Linked DNA regions of Columba livia: regions 1 and 2 are each linked to region 3. A link is a contact called in public Hi-C data. All regions are on one chromosome and are shown on one strand. The core of a region is the stretch at or near the end of the contact, and the rest is flanking DNA. Distances in the headings are between cores, read along the strand shown.

Region 1 (3,314 bases), core at 627-3,126, 260 kb before region 3:
CCCACTGTGTAGATGTTGCAGACATTGTTGCAGACATTGCCACAAAATTAAGTGTTGCTTTCGTTTGAATAGAAGCTGCTAACATTGCTGCAAGTGATAATACATTTTGAGCTTTGTCTGCAGTTCAGTGACTTTTAAAACACAATCACTCATAATCATTGTGGATGGCTTAAAGAATGCAGAGAGTGCTGAGATTCTTATTAGCAACTTACTGTTAAAATACCATGTCATGTCTCTGGGAAACAGGAGTGCGTTTTATATTTTTCCTTTAAGAGAATAAGATGCTGATACAGCATCTATATTGACAGCCGTACTTAAAGGGAATATGAACGAAGTAGATGGTTTTAGGAATTTGCTGCTCTATATCCTCTTGTTGAGCATCTTGTTAGCGTTTTCCCATTAAGTTGTGATTTCCTGTTCTACCATTTCATATACTCCATGTTGGCAATTACAGTATATAGAGGTAAGTGAAAAGCAGGTTTCTTTTTTTGTAGCTACTGTAAATTCAGAAGGAAATAAATGTGGAAGATGTTGTAAGATATATATATATATATATATGAGGTAATCTTGATATTTTTAATTTTTTTTCTCTAAGCCTTTTCCTTTGTAAGTAATGCCAAGTCAGCATGTAATGACAATGCATTGTTGAAGTAAGGATTCTGGTTACTAGCTTGAGCTGATGATTACATGAGCCTAGGGACCGTATCCTGGAATGTAAAACACAGGAGATCATCTTGTCTCATCAGTTTATCAGGAATAGTCTTAGATTGTAGACAATGGCTTTGAATTGTGTAATCAGAAAGGGTTTTTAAAAATGTGGCTAAGTATTTTTGCAAGCCAAATTTTTGTAATTGAAAGTATTTGCTTCTGCTTGCAACCCTGCTGGTTTGAACGAGGATGAAAAATGTCAGTATTAATATTCCACTTCTGTGTCTTGTTGCGAGGTCTAGGAGTAGTATGTGCTCTGGAGATGGTGATTTTTCTGATGTGAGGAAAAAGAACTTTTAACAGTTGAGCTGGTGTGGTTAAGCAATGCTACAGTAGATACTGTGAGTTCTTTTAAAGTCTGAGCTCAGTATGTACTTTTAAAATTTACGGTGACATTAACAAAATAGAAGGGATACTGAGAGCACAACTGAACCTAGAGTTTGCTTGGGAGAAGAGATGGAAAAATTGCTGCTGAAAAAGGGCTGTCAGGATGATGCTGAACTTACAGCTCAGTGTATTAGTGGAGCTCGGTAACAGGAGTCTTCAATCATGTAGATGCAGGAGTGATTACAAATACCCCATGAAAGAAACAGATCTCTGAAGTTCTTTTACTATTAAATGTCATTAAGTACTGTCGTCTTATTGTTGCTCTACTACTGATTTCTGTTTTCTTCTGATAGAACTTTCCTAGTTAAATCAAATGCTTTGCAACAAGTAAATGAACCATGTTGTCATGACTGCTGCACTTTTGTTTCCTGGGATCTATGAATTGGAGACTGTGTCTGCTCGCCTTCTGGTAATGAGTGCGTAAGGGATGGGAAGCTCTCCAGAGTCTGTCTCTTTCTAACACAATCCATTATTTCACCAGATTGCATCACAGTGGCTTCGTTTTCTAGCTTGCCCTGCATATTTACTCCCCTCCTCAAAGGAGGGGAATTGGAAGCACTGTGCTCTATAAATATTGCAGTAAAAAAAAAAAAAAAAAGAGGTTACCCTTCAGGGATCGTCATCTTTCTGAACAGTGTTGCATATGGACTTCTGCAAATAAAGGGGCAATTTTACATAACTAAATTAAAGAAGTGACTGTGTGGGTAACAAGTAGTAAAGTATAGTGAGCATTGGTTTTGGGTGTGGTGTGGCAGCCTACCAATATTTGAAACAAGAGAAAGTTTTGTGGTTTAAAAAGGAGGTTAGCCAGGAAATCCCTGAAAGGTAACCAAGGCAGAGGCTAGTATCTGTGTGTGATGTGAATCCATTTATTTTATCTACTGTCAAAGTTAGAGTTTTTTATATTTAAGTAAGCCAAAAGAGTAAATAAGTACAGCTGATGTAAGATCCTCTAAGTGATACTGGATGTCAAAAAAGGCTTTTTATTTTGTAATGGAGACGCGCTGTTATCAGTGGCATTGGTGCACCGTGTCCCGTCCTGAAGCGGGGAAGCCAAACCCGGTGGGTGAGCCGCGGGCCGTCCCGAGCGGTGTCTGTGCCCGTGGAGCGCGGGCGGGCGGCGGGAGGTGCCCCGCTGCGGCCGCGGGGGGGCGCTGCAGGCCCGGCAATGCCCCTCGCGGCGCGTCGTCCCCGCTCCGGCGCTGCCCGCGCTCCGGCGGCAGGAGCGGGGTTCGAACACCGCCTGCGCACAATCCGGGCAGCCGGAGAAAGTATTTAAACCTATTAACTCCTTGCCCGTAAGCTACTTTGTGACATTACCAGGGAAGCTTTCCACACTTCCTGCCGCAGGAAGGCTGTTTATCCCCAAATGATATTTTATCTCTCAGCTCCATGATTCATCTGCTCAAGCCACACTTTTATATTTTACTCTCCCTTCATCTGTCCTTTCTTTTTGATCTTGTTAACATACTTTTTCTTTCCCCCCTCCCCCCCACTTAGGCAAGCATGCGGGAGCAGTATTAATTAGCATTTGGAGTGCTGCTGAGGCTAGTGTGCTCCACACTTCTCAGGGAAGGCTGTGTGTGCAGAATTACCACCACCAGTGAAGGACAGTGATCTCTGGAGAGGAGCAACTCTGTTTTAAATGGTTTGAAATGCTCTCCTCTTTGCAAGGATTCAGCACGGCTGCTCTGTGTCACCGTGTGTTTGAGCACTGAGCTACTTACAGGTAGATTCTTGGTGATCTTGAACGATTGCTGTTAAATCACGCTCTGATCATAGTGAGAGAACCAGATTCAGTTACCCAAGTACAGCAACACCTTGCTATAGCTGTTGCTGCTTCTTTATTCGCCATTTCCGAGTTCTGTTGGTGATCACTTAATACAGTGCACTGTTAATTGTTATAATTGCGTTGCTTTTCTGTTATTTTCCATTGAATTACCCAAGGAAGGTGATGGCAATGAAATCTGATGGTGATTAAATCTTCTGTAGCATGATAAGTTATGAAACACCAGCATCTGCTTTGCTGGACAACTCAGATCTTGATCTCTTGTATTTGATGAATCAGTGACCCTGACCTTATTCCTGCTTCTTCATCCTGCTTCCAGTGCATTGAGGGGAGTGATCTGTCCCCTATATTCAGCACTGGTGAGGCCACACCTGGAGTACTGTGTCCAGTTCTGGATTCCCCAGTATGAGACAGACATGAACATACTGGA
Region 2 (3,452 bases), core at 358-2,857, 410 kb before region 3:
TTGCACAACATCTAATCAGGACAATTATTTTTATCTAACATTACACAACAAAATAACTACACATGCTAAAACAAACACAGGGAACATACCTACCTCAGTACTTAGAGAAATTCTGTGTATTTATACTCAAGAATATACATAATATGACATAACTCACCAATTCTTAGCACATATGTAAACCTCACAAGCTGGTTTCCCCAAAGGTTAACAGTGGGCAACACCATATGAAGAAAAATCATCAAAGAATGCATCCATGCATTTCCAAACTCAAAAATGCCAGCTCTGCATGGCAGCTGGTGCGACCATGACAAGACCAGGCAGAACAGAATCCGCTCATAACTTGTATTTCCCTGTTATACTCAAAAAAACGTTGTGATGTGTCATCTAAGAGGGAACAATTATAGAACCTAATAAACCTTGAACTTATCACAGTATATGCTTGCCATTTGTATACTTTCTCGCACATGAAAGGAACAACTGGCTCACCATCACACTGTTACTTTACATTGATTGGACACCTCCCTGGACACTGCAGTATATCAAAGCTTCACAGATCTTAACAGAAAAGTTTAATAGTGATATAGATTGCTTTCTTGGTAATTCTTTTCAGCAGTAACCTTGCCCTCATGTAGTCAGCCTAGAGGAAACATTCCAAACAATGATGCCTTTGGCAAACTGCACCTGGGTTAGGAAACTAATTCCAGGCAGGTACAACTGTGCCCACATCCAGAATACTGTGGCCATAACAGCTGAGTTCCTCAGAGAGGATGAAGGGGGGAAAAAAAAGGAAGCAAGCTGATGAGACAATGTCAGACAACTACCACAGCTCTGAACCAAGTAGTTCTGAGGCGTGGTTATAACTTGTGACTACAAAGGCAGGCCAGTTCACGTACACACGTTTCCACCACATGCCACTTCACAGCACAGGCAGGTATGGCCTTATGAAGCCCTCCCACGGATAACCAGCACGTCAGTTTTGCTAGGATGCCCTGCACCACCCCTGAGCTTCATCAGGAATTGAGTGTCCCTTGCGTCAAAACATTTCACACAGCAAATGATGGCAAAACAAATCGCATCTGAATGTTACACCACATACGCGGTGATACACTTTTTTACTGGAAGCATTCCCCTCAGCCTGACATCCACCACTCCTCAGCCCGCCCCCAGCTAAGGAACTGCCACCTTGCCTCCCCTTCCCTGCAGGGAAACCCATAGCGGGGCTCCCTGCGCACTGGAGGCCCCGCAGAGGGACTACTGGGGGGAGCAGGCCTCCAGACGGCCGGACACCGGGCCTAGACCTCCCCTGGGCGGACGGGGGGGACACGACGTGCCCAGGGCCTGGCTGTAACCTCAGGGCCGCGCTGCCCCCGGGGCCAGCATGGGCAGAGGGCTGCGTGGGCGCCGCCGCGCACCTACCGGAGTGCGGGATGCCCACGCTGGCGCGGCTCTGCTGCACTGAGGCGGAGCGGTACAGGGAATCCTCGTACTCGTCCAGGATGGAGGCCATGGCGGCCAACGGGCACCCGTCAACGGCCACGGGCACCCCAACCCCGCACCGGCCACTTCCGCCAACGCTCAGCTGACCCGTGTCACGTGGCCGTCCGGCGCGCACTGCGCCTGCGCCACTGCCCCGCCCCTCCGCCGGGGTGGAGAGTCCCCTTGAGAGAAGGGGTGACCGTCAAATATGGGGCGTGGGGCAGTAAAATGTTAGGTTTGTTGCTAAGATTATGATTGTGGCAAAGCATATGGCGATGCAGCGTAAGGCTGTGCGTGAACTGTGCTAGATTTGCTCTGCGAGTTTATCCCAGCTTTCTAGATTAGAACCCGGCTTGTGTGTCACGAAATAGGAATTCAGAGCTGAGGTTCTGGAGTACTAAATAGTGCTTAAGGGCCGTTGTTCTAGCCTCATCCTCGAGATTAAACTAGCTGAATTTATAGCAATGGCATTAACAAAAACACTAATTCGTTACACAACACTTTTGGGTTTCATCCTATATAAAATGAATATAGATGTACATACTGTATGTATGTTATTACACTGTATATCATATTGAACCCTCACAGCACTTTTTGGAAGGAACAGGGAAATGCTTCACAGGGTGCGGGACAGCTTGCAGCACAGAGGGATCCATCCATGACAGGGTGCAGGAGTTCTTCCCACCCCGAGCGAGGCAAGGCCAGCAGCGGTGCCTGTGCTTGCCTCTGCACAAGCAAGAAAGTGGCAGCTCCTTGTTGTCTGTGCTGGCCCTGGACACCTCACCCACAAGAAGCTAGGGTTCCTTCTCCAGGCCTTCTCCACAGGGCTGGGACAGACACGCAGGTCCCATGCCAGCTGGGTCCCCAGAGGCTCCTGTGGTGCCCCTCCATGGGGTCACCTCTGCCGGCTTTGCTAAAAACATCAGATGGCTCTTCCTGACTCACCCTCCCTGCCAGCGCTGGCTGGAGCCGGGACCCAGCCCCAGCCTCTGCTGTTTACCCTCTATACGTGGCAGCTGTGAGCCAAAACAACAAAACCACATTCCTTTGCTCTCCAGTCATCCTGATCATCATAAACAGCAACTGTTCTCTTTCAGCTTCTCAAAGGGTACACACAAATTCATTAGGTTTAGGGTAATGAGGTAGGAAGGGACTTCTTGGACTATCAGATCCCACTCTTGCAGATACCACATCATATAGTCCTTTCTCTGTTCTTATCAAGCTCTGGCTTGAAGCGTGGGTATTTTTAACCCTGACTGGTCCAGCTCGTTCCAAATGCTGATTACTCCCATGATTTCAAGCTCTGATTTCCAGTCTGACATAAGCTGTGGCTAGTCTGAATCCATTTGTTCTTCTTCAAACACTGCCCCTTAGTGTAAAGGAGATTTTAGAGTGTTAATTGCATTTGCAAAACTCCAATGCATCGATCATAGCCTTCATTCAGATGTACCAAATCCAGGATTTACCAAACCAAGATGTTCTTTCCTTTTTCCTCTTAAAGAGAGGAGGTCATTAGTTTCCTGGAGCATCCAGGTAGTCCTCCTCTGCACTGGTTGCAGCTTCAGCTCATGTTTGTGTAACGGGGTTGAGCATAGCTTGACCCCTAATTTCAGATCAGAATAGAATAGAAACAGTTGTGCATGAGAATAAAATGCTTGTGCATTAAATATTGTGGATGAGGTTCTCCCCTGTTGCCTTCAGCAATGCTGCTTATACTTGTGTGTGTGTCAAAATTTTAGCAGTAGAAGACTGAAGGGTTATTTGGTAAGGGGGAAATAAACTCTTTCAAAATATGTCTAGAAATCAGGCTAAATTGAAATTTGTGCACAAAGTTCTGACTGTCCAGCTCTATGGGATGTTTCCATTCAAAGCCTAGGTCAGGACATATCTTTATAATGTTGCGTTTTTTTTTCTTAGTCAGGTTCTGAAATGGAACAGACTTTCCCATTCTGGCAGATATTATTGACAGTTAGGAC
Region 3 (3,099 bases), core at 591-3,090:
GGGCACGCAGAATAGGAAGCTTGCAATGAGTAAGTGCCAGGTGCACTTCTGGCAGCAGAATCAAAGCACGGTTGAGCTACAGGGGACAGCGGTTAGTAATTTCCAGCACATCAACAGCAGCTTTTCCTGCCTTGGTGCCAGCCCCTCTGCAGAGTCACAATCTCTGCTGTTTCCAGCTCTGTGTCCATCTGCTCTCACACTCCGTGTGCACTTAGACAAATGCCATGCACCACTGTGGCTCTCCCTGCTGCCTGCACAGGCAGCCAAGCTGGGAGGTGGGTGAGGAGAGGAGGCAAAATTTGCTTGGGGTTGGAAGGGCTCTACCAGGCTGGAAAGGCACCTGACAGCCCACCACAAGGTGCAGGGGTGAGAGCTGGTGCTCAGCACATACCCAGAGCTCTCCATCACCCTGAAATGGGTACTTGGGCTGTCTGGAGCAAACACCCAGGCACCAACTTTCTCTGTCCAGAGGGAATGTGGTTCCCACCGCCCATGTCCTGTTTACAAGGAAAGGGCTATGAGAAAAGACAACATATTTTATGAAACCAGCTGATGCAGCTGGGAGAAAAAAAATCAAGTGCCATTTCAGAGGTTTGAGAAAAGCGTGTTATGTCCAAAATGTTTTCCAGCTGCATCAACTGGTCTAATGAAGTACATAATTTCCCCACAACGCTTGCCATGCTTCTGTCCTTGACTGCAGGAGCATGGCCGCTATGCGGGCAATTAACATCACTGTCCTCGCCTCTGAAATCCCCTTAATTGTGCTCTCTGTGAATTGCTGGGCCCCAGGACATTGCGGACCAGACATTTTGCAGCAGTCTCAGCTGAAATAAGGAGTGGGGGATCATACTTACCAATGTTTGACACTGAACGCACCACTGCGACCCCCAACCACATGGAACCTGGTATTAATTTAGATTTATTTTGTTCTGCAGTTTGAATCCACAGCATGCTGGTTTGGTATTTGAAAAGACCCCTTTGTTACAAAGCACCATTAAGGGAAGGTGGGACCTTTTGGCATGTGAGTATGGGCAGATGGGTCTTTTATACCCAGAATGATTTGGGACCTGTGGGGTAACTGTTTTAGCAGGACGACGTGCACAGGTTACCCCAAAATGCAAGCCACCTTGACAGGAGTTAGCTCCTGTATTGCTTGCAATGTAGCAGGGCGGTGCAGAGTTCAGCACAGGCTGCTCGTCAGTACTGGGGTAGTCAACGGCATTGGCAGTGACATTCTCCTGATTAGATTTCAAAGTTATTGCTGCAGGAAGAGGAATAAGGCAGCCCATGCCTCCCTGTACTGTCCTCACGAGCTGTTTGCAGATGTCACCATGTCTTACTTCATTCAGGTCATATTGGGAAGGCTTTATGCACCTCCACAAAAATTAGAACTTCATTTCTGTAAACAAGGCTTAGGTAGCAGAGTACGGACCTGTACTTTGTGGTGGGCTGTGGGCAAAATCTGTGTTAGAAAATCACTGAATGCGCAAGACCCGGACTCAACCAGCACATCACGGTGACACTGACAGGAGCTGGTGGAGCAGGTGTTGTTCCCCACACGGGGGCTGCTGCCAGGTACCTCCCGCACGCCCGGCCCCGCCGCCCCCGGACAAACGGGGCGCCGATCACCTCGTCCGGCTGCCATAAACCACCATGAACTCCTGCGATGTCGCAGCGCTTCCCCCACGGTCCCTGGCCAAGCCCTTGGCTTCTGGCTGCACGGGGGTGCATGAGGAAACGCGCTCAGTTGATTGCCCTTCGCTAAACTACCCGGGTTGTTAATTGCCCTCGCTGTCCCCGCCAGCTCTCCACCCCGGGCTCCCCGGCCTGCCGCGGCCGGGCCCGGGGCGGGGCGGCGGGGCCGGGTCCTCCCCCGACATGGCGGCGCGGCCGGCGCGGGGCGTGAATAAAGGGCGGCGGGCGGGGCCGCGGCGCTCCGGGGAGAGCGGGGCCGGCGGCGGCGGCAGCGGGTGAGCGGGGCTATCGGTGGGGGGGAGGCCGCGGGGGGGCCGGGGCGGGGGTCGACAGCCGACAGCCGCCGGCTGACGTCCCGTGCCCGCCATGAGCAGGGCGCAGCTGACGCGGACGGGCATCCTGCGGATGGCGCTGGGCGGCGGCGCCACCGACCCGCTGCTGCCGGCGGAGGGCGGCGGGGACCAGCAGGCGCCCTTCCTGCTGCGGGCCCTGCGCATCGCCGTGGTGGTCTGCCTGTACTGGTTCACCTCCATCGCCATGGTCTTTCTCAACAAGTACCTGCTGGACAGCCCCTCGCTGCGCCTCGACGCCCCCCTCTTCGTCACCTTCTTCCAGTGTGCTCTGACGGCCGCCTTGTGCCTGGGCCTGAGCCTGGGGGCGGCTTGCGGGCCTCCCTGCCCCGGCCTGCCCGCCCTCCGCCTCGACCCCAAGGTGTCCCGCAGCGTCCTGCCCCTCTCTGTCGTCTTCATCGGCATGGTCACTTCCAACAACCTCTGCCTCAAGCACGTCGGCGTGGCTTTCTACAACGTGGGACGCTCCCTCACCACCGTCTTCAACGTGCTGCTCTCCTACCTGCTCCTCAAGCAGACCACCTCCATCTATGCCCTCCTGGCCTGCGGAGTCATCATAGGTGAGGGGGAGTGGGAGGAGGCTGCACCCACCCTGCAGGCGGCCCCAGGAACCCAGAGAGACAGAGGTGGGGTGTCTTCCCCTTGGGAAGCCATCCCCATGTGCATGGCGGCTCCCTGGTGAGGTGGGGTAGTTGCGGGTTCATGCCTTGCTCTGCCTTGGGCAATCCGCTTCGCATGTCTGGAGGATGTGGGTGAGTTGTTAAGAAAGGATCTTTTTCTTATTTGACCATGGGTTCACTTTACCTTTGGGCACTGAAAAGCTCTCTACCCTCTAATGAAGTTGAATTCACTTTGCCTTTTTCCCCCAACAAAGGCCATAAACCAGCAGTTGGCTTTCTCCCTGTTCACAAGTGTTTGTTGATTATTAACTTTGGTAACAATAACAGTATTTATGTCAGCACTGTTGGGACCATACAATGGAGCCAGCCAATTCAGATGGGCTGAGTGCCTGATGAAGGATTAAGTGATCTAGCCAAGCATAAAACACAACCAG

Evidence for each region. A called contact is a pair of places that touch in the nucleus more often than the background predicts.
Region 1: a contact with region 3 is called in a Hi-C map of crop, with 5 times the contacts expected there. The contact joins the enhancer-like site here to the promoter of SLC35C1 in region 3. A contact is called at or near these places in 2 of 2 Hi-C or Micro-C datasets (crop and liver).
Region 2: a contact with region 3 is called in a Hi-C map of liver, with 2.0 times the contacts expected there. The contact joins the promoter of VPS18 here to the promoter of SLC35C1 in region 3. A contact is called at or near these places in 2 of 2 Hi-C or Micro-C datasets (crop and liver).

Annotation. Positions count from the first base shown.
Region 1 is chr5:41,891,320-41,894,633 of bColLiv1.pat.W.v2, forward strand. The region is part of intron 2 of LOC102096178 (transmembrane protein 263-like); the gene reads left to right. Among named protein-coding and RNA genes, the nearest start is that of ZFYVE19, 56 kb to the left of the region's middle. Within about 2 kb of position 1,877, at least 1 of the 3 cell types and tissues checked has an H3K27ac peak away from gene starts, as active enhancers do.
Region 2 is chr5:41,748,194-41,751,645 of bColLiv1.pat.W.v2, forward strand. VPS18 (VPS18 core subunit of CORVET and HOPS complexes) reads right to left here and starts at 1,608. Exons shown (of 5, transcript XM_005502199.3): 1 at 1,417-1,608. The coding sequence starts at 1,507.
Region 3 is chr5:42,153,826-42,156,924 of bColLiv1.pat.W.v2, forward strand. It overlaps SLC35C1 (solute carrier family 35 member C1), which reads left to right and starts at 1,841. Exons shown (of 3, transcript XM_065064667.1): 1 at 1,841-1,970; 2 at 2,070-2,605. The coding sequence starts at 1,879.